2 separate regions of the Mus musculus genome follow, and region 2 is linked to region 1. Evidence: chromatin contacts called from public HiChIP or PLAC-seq data. All regions are on one chromosome and are shown on one strand. The core of a region is the stretch at or near the end of the contact, and the rest is flanking DNA. Distances in the headings are between cores, read along the strand shown. Region 1 has its middle 57 kb from the start of Gm42034. Region 2 has its middle 91 kb from the start of Gm24212.

Region 1 (2,700 bases), core at 108-2,607:
TACACTTCCTGGGACCAAGCCAGCAAGAAGGCATTTTCTTCACTGATGTGGAAAGAGCTAGCCCATTTGTGGGTGGTGCCACCCCCAGCTGATAGTCTGGGTGCTGGAGGAAAGAAGGCTGGGCAAGCCAGTATACAGCATCCCTCCATGGCCTCTGCATCAGCTCCTGCCTTGAGTTTCTACCCTGTGTGATTCCTGTCCTGACTTCCTTCAATGATGGGCTGTGATATGGAAGTGTAAGTCAAATAAACCCTTTCCTCTCCAAATTGCTTTTGGCCACAGTATTTATCACAACAATGGTAGCCCTAACTGAGACAGCCACCGAAGCTGCCATTTACCTGACAGTCTTATTTACTTTTCTATCACTGTGGCAAAAACCCCATGACCATGGCAGTTTATAGAAGGAAGGGTTTATTATGGTTCCTGAGGGTTAGGGTCCATGGTGAGGAAGTGGAGGTAGCAGGAGGCAGGCAGCTGGAGCAACAGCTGAGAGCTCACATTTAGAGTCTCAGACAGGAAGCAGAGAAAGCTAGCTCAAAATGGCACAAGTCTTTTGAAACCTCAAAACCTGCCACCCCCAATGACATACTTCCTCCATCAAGGCCACACCTCCTAAGCTACCCCAAACAACCACCAACTGGGAACCAAGTATTCAAATGCCTGAGACTTTTGTGGGCCATCTCATTCAAACCACCATAGTGGTATTCTCTTCACTGTCCGCAGACATCATAGGGGAAGGGTGACAAATAGGTCAGAATGCTGTTTTCCTACTGGGGCACCTGAGAGTCTGAGAGCCTTCCCTACCGCATGTGGTAAGAGTAAAAAGAGAGGACACCCCCCATGAACAAAGATGTCTGTAACTGTTTTAACCAAAATAACAAACACATTCTAATGTATAAACGTAGAGCCATGAGCTGAAGTATACACTGCCTCTAAAGCAAAGGTCTTATATATTTAATAGAAATGGGTCCTCCTGAGAGCATTTTAAGCGGAGAAAATAACAATATAAAACATTGGTTGGAAGCTGCTTGCTAAGCCCCCCACCCCTCCCACCCCACCCCCACCCCTCCCATCCCACCCCCACCCCGCTCATGGAGACAGATGCAGAGAGTGTGGACATGGCCTTAATTTTAGAGGGAGTGTAATTAGCTGGAGGGTTTTTTTTTCTGCCTCTATTTTTATGGTTGTTGCTACAATATTGTTTGTGCAATTACAAATGCTGAAATCAAACGCAAACCACTTAAGGACACTCACAACTCGAATTTCTCCAGTGGCACTAAACGACCATTGATCGAGCCAGCATCAACTCTGCAGCTGTCCCAGAAGCTGTCTGCAGAAGGCCCAGGCCGGAGAAAGCAGGAAAGAGTGCTGTGTAATCATCAGGGCCTGAGTTTGGATCCCCAGGCCCATAGGAAGCATTACGTGAGTCCTGCTCATGCAAACCTGTGCCCGGCCCCGCGATGGCAATGGAGGATAGAGACAGGAAGCTGATCTCTGGGGCCTGTTAGCTGCCAGCCTAACCCAAAGGCAATCAGGTCCTGATCTGGTGAGGGACTGTCTCAAGAGACTAAAGTACAGAGCAACCAAGAAGGCATCCATCTTGCTCTGGCCTCCACAGGAGTACACAGGCATAAGCGCCCGCACATCCATTCAGAAACACGTGCCAGGAGAAGGGAGGGAAATGAGAGGCAGAGCCCTATCAAATCACCAGATACATTAGAGAACCTTCAGGACACTAGAAGTGGGCTTTGGATGCAGGCTGGGAGGCTGGGGGTAGTTCATTGGAAGGGCGTGCTTAACATGTACGGGGTGGGGCCGGGTCCTGCGTATGATCCCCAGAAACATTCACACACAGTTTCTGAGTGAGACGAGCACAAGAAATGACAGCCATTAATAATGATACTGTCTGAACTCACATAGTGCCACGTTAGGTAGGATGGGCCAGGCGCCGCTGCAATAACAAGTCCCCATCTGGGTGCTTTAAAGCAACTTTTTGCTGATGCCACGGCTCCTGCAAGCTGACGCTGGAAGCAGGGGAGGAACTGACAAGCATGGAAAGCAACCACAGCCTGAGAAGTCGGAGGTCACTATGCCAGAGAGAAGGGCAACTGGAGGACATCTTCCTCTGGCAGCTAAAGAATCCAGTGAGGAAGTGACTACAATTTCTACAATAAGGTTTTGGGGAACAGGTTCAATAGTTATCTGCCCCACCTTAAGCTGGGGGGTCTCCAGGGAGCTGAAGGTACATTCAATCATCAATCATCCAAGCAGGAAGACATAAATATTTAGCAAAATGCATTAATACCTATCAGAAACACCTCTGCCGGCACTACCCCTGTATGGTGCATGAGCTCGCTTATTTAGTTCAGGTAACAAACGTACACATCTAAGACTCTTGGGTGAGCATGGCTATAGTTAGGATGAGACAGCAGCTCTGTCTGCGACAGTTTTCCAGCCTGGGACCATCACACTGCATGAAAGGGAAGAGAAAGTCCTATTCGAACCTGTTCCCTGAAGTCTGGGGGTGAAGGGCTGTGTGCTTCCACCCAGAAGCCATGTGGGTAAAGGGCCACGTGCAACTCATTGATGGTGGCATATCCCTGCAGAGAGAACTCAGACGTGGCCAGTCAAGAGCCACTGTGATACTCACTGTTCAGTTCCTGCCACTTCACACAGCCGCAAAACTCGCTTTCCTGATTT
Region 2 (2,936 bases), core at 263-2,762, 980 kb before region 1:
AATTAGGACTAAAATACATGACTTTTTTTAGTGACAGACACTATGATGGTAGAGCCCAGGGCACCTGTGGAGAGATGAAGATCACAAATAAAGCAAGATACTTGGATAAATATTGAATAAAGAGGCATAAACTCTGTGTTCATTCATTAGTGTCTTTTATTAAATAACTGTTTCGTGGGTAGCTGCAATGGGTTTTCTTTGTTATGGGTATTATATAGTGTTGCATGTAACAGGTTGAATGAGTCAATATAGATGTTATCTTATGATGAAAGAAGCTGCAACGAACAAGTTAAGATAGCATTAGGTTGTGATCATGACTGTTTAGAATAAAGCAATGGTTTCATAGAGTTTGGGGATGACATCCTGACATTCTGGGCATGCTCGTCATGCAGACCCTGCCAAAAGGGAGTCCTAAAAGGACAGGGGGCAAAAAGAAGTGCAAAGAAAAAAAGGACTTGGGAGCAATTTCAGCTGCCACATAGAAGTCCCAACAGGGCTGTGGCCTAGCGGGTGGGCAAGCGGGAAGAAGGGAGGCCGGAGATCAGCAATGCAAGATCAAGATCCTTGATGGCAAGGAGCAAGCCACCAGTTTGGATTTTACTCTTTAAGAAAGTGGGAACTGTGTCATGAGATAAAAATCACAGGTTGATTACTGATAACTCTTTCACCTGCTGTTTACAGCACTACTTTGAACCCAAAAGAACTTAACGGTGATCCCAGTGGGATGAATATCTTGACTTCCTGACTTGTTGGGGGGAAAAGACAGATGAGTTATGAGCACCGTAAAATTTGTAATCACAGTGAAATGCTTTCAGTGCTAGAAGAAGGAGAATGAAGACAGCCCAGCCTAGAATATTCTGCAAAGGCTTCTTGGCTCTGGGGGTGGGGTAGCTTAGAACTTTGATCATTACAGACACCAATTCATTTCATTTAGAGTTTGAGTTAAATTTGAGACTGACTGTAGAGACTATTTTAATAATATATAAACCATGCCATGATTATTCAGAATTCCCTTTGTATACCCATGCAGAACTAGAAAATGACTTTACCAGTCATTTTTCAGTGTGACTTTTCCTCTCCAGTTGAGTTCCTTCCCGTGCAAGCACTGAAAAGCGCCCCAGTACACATCACATTGAGTGTTTGGACGTGGGTGACAGCGAATGTGCTGTGCTGTAATTAGAGAAGCAGCCACCTTGATTGGCTGCAGGAATTATAGAAACACCAAGCAACGCCGCAACAATTATGCCCCGGCAATTAGCAACCCATAAAGCAGCAGACCTCATTGATAGGGCTTTCCTACTCAGTAACAATATTGGAAAACAAATACCCTACAAAACAAAATAACAAGTAGCCAGCTCTGGCACAAGAACAGAACGTTGACTTGGCTGCAGCAGGGACTCTGGAGGCAGTCAGAGCCAGGCCAAGAGGAGTCGTTCCTGCGCCTAGGGCAGCTCTCTCAGCAATCCAGACAGCCAGTCAGCGCTCCAGCATGAGTCTGGGTGAAGCGCCTTGCTGGACATTCAACAGCCACGGAGGGAGTTCATCCAGAGCCTGTGAGCCAACTGAGCGCTTAGCTCCATTGTATAGACCAGAAGCTGTGAACCAGAGTGCTTATCCTCTTTGAAGTGGTAGGGCCTTACTATAAGCCATGACTTGAACAAAATCCAGATCCCCAAAGCAGAGCATTCAAATTCCCTGGCCCCTTGCGATTCCTCCTAAGGGTCCCCTACCGCAGAGAAGACTTTTACAAACTGTACAAGGCAGAGCCCAGTGTACACAAAGTTAACACGAGCCACTTGAGCTAAGCCATTTAAACAAGGTGCTTGCTTACCTCTCAAGTGATTCGTGTCAATTTTTGCTGCTTAAATTTAAACAACCTGTCCTGGGGAGTGTAGCTTCATTGTTCAGACAGAGACATCATTGCTTCTCAACATTTGGCTAAGATCAAGAACAGGTAGAGAAACTGAGTTATACTGAGATGATTGGGCAGGCTTGTTACAACTGGGACTATTCCATTCTTCCCAGCACCTTTTAAATAGACTCATCGCCCACTTATCATTGGGTAGTCCTTGTATGCCCACCTCTATCCAAGTTCACCCAAGCTCTTCCCTCTTTACTCTGGCCCTGTTTTTATTAGCTCCTGACCATGGTTTCTCCATCCTATGCTGATACGTGACTTTGCCCTTCCTCAGCAGACTTGCTTAAGTTTGGAGAACAGCTTCATTTTTTTCCCCTCTGGGTTGAATCACTCCCAAGCACACCCCACTTAACCAGCGTGCTTAAGTGCCTACGTGATGTATCTACCTGTGCAACCCAGAATGAAATACTTACTTAAGTTGCACCTCGGAGTCCCCAACTGCAATATGCCAGTGTCATTACATCACACAGTCTCAGGTTGGAGACTGTCCTGGAATCCTATCCCCTGCTGCACTTCTGTATCAAGTCCCCCGTGTGTTCATGGCGTTCCTCAACTGAGCCAGGCACTGGGAATGCTCAAGACCCAAAAGCTATCAGTTGCAAGTGAGATCGCTGTCCGTCCTGCTTTGCCTCACAATTTAGGGAATAAAACAAAACAAAACAAAACAAAGCAAAACAAAACCAAACCAAACCATTGGTTATGAGAAATCATACTTTACCTATACAATGAATGGCTTCTAGTTCCTAAATCTAATGTAGATCCTGGCAAATAATTACCATAACAATTAGAAGAAAAATAGTGCTACATTTAATGATCATGTACTAATCAAAAGCAACATATTGAACAATTCATCTGTGATACTTAATCCTTGTAAAGATTCTCAGTAAATGCTTGTATTCCACCACCCCCCCCAATATACAAAATAAGAAAGATGAACTTAAAAGAGGCTAAGTAACTTGCCTCGGGTCTCATAATTAGTAGCAGTAAAGACAGAATTTGTAATTAAGAACCATCTAAC

The links. HiChIP or PLAC-seq counts read pairs in DNA pulled down with a chosen protein or histone mark.
Region 2: a contact with region 1 is called in an H3K27ac HiChIP or PLAC-seq map of VIP interneurons, with 8 times the contacts expected there. The contact joins two enhancer-like sites. A contact is called at or near these places in 1 of 15 datasets of contacts at CTCF or cohesin (stem cell-derived epiblast-like cells) and 2 of 115 datasets of contacts at active chromatin or transcription factors (VIP interneurons and embryonic basal ganglia).

Annotation. Positions count from the first base shown.
Region 1 is chr8:88,781,783-88,784,482 of GRCm38.p6, reverse strand. No RefSeq gene overlaps it. Among named protein-coding and RNA genes, the nearest start is that of Gm42034, 57 kb to the left of the region's middle. Within about 2 kb of position 1,357, at least 16 of the 459 cell types and tissues checked have an H3K27ac peak or open chromatin away from gene starts, as enhancers often do. A contact at or near this core is called in VIP interneurons, where this site is marked.
Region 2 is chr8:89,757,232-89,760,167 of GRCm38.p6, reverse strand. No RefSeq gene overlaps it. Among named protein-coding and RNA genes, the nearest start is that of Gm24212, 91 kb to the right of the region's middle. Within about 2 kb of position 1,512, at least 5 of the 459 cell types and tissues checked have an H3K27ac peak or open chromatin away from gene starts, as enhancers often do. A contact at or near this core is called in VIP interneurons, where this site is marked.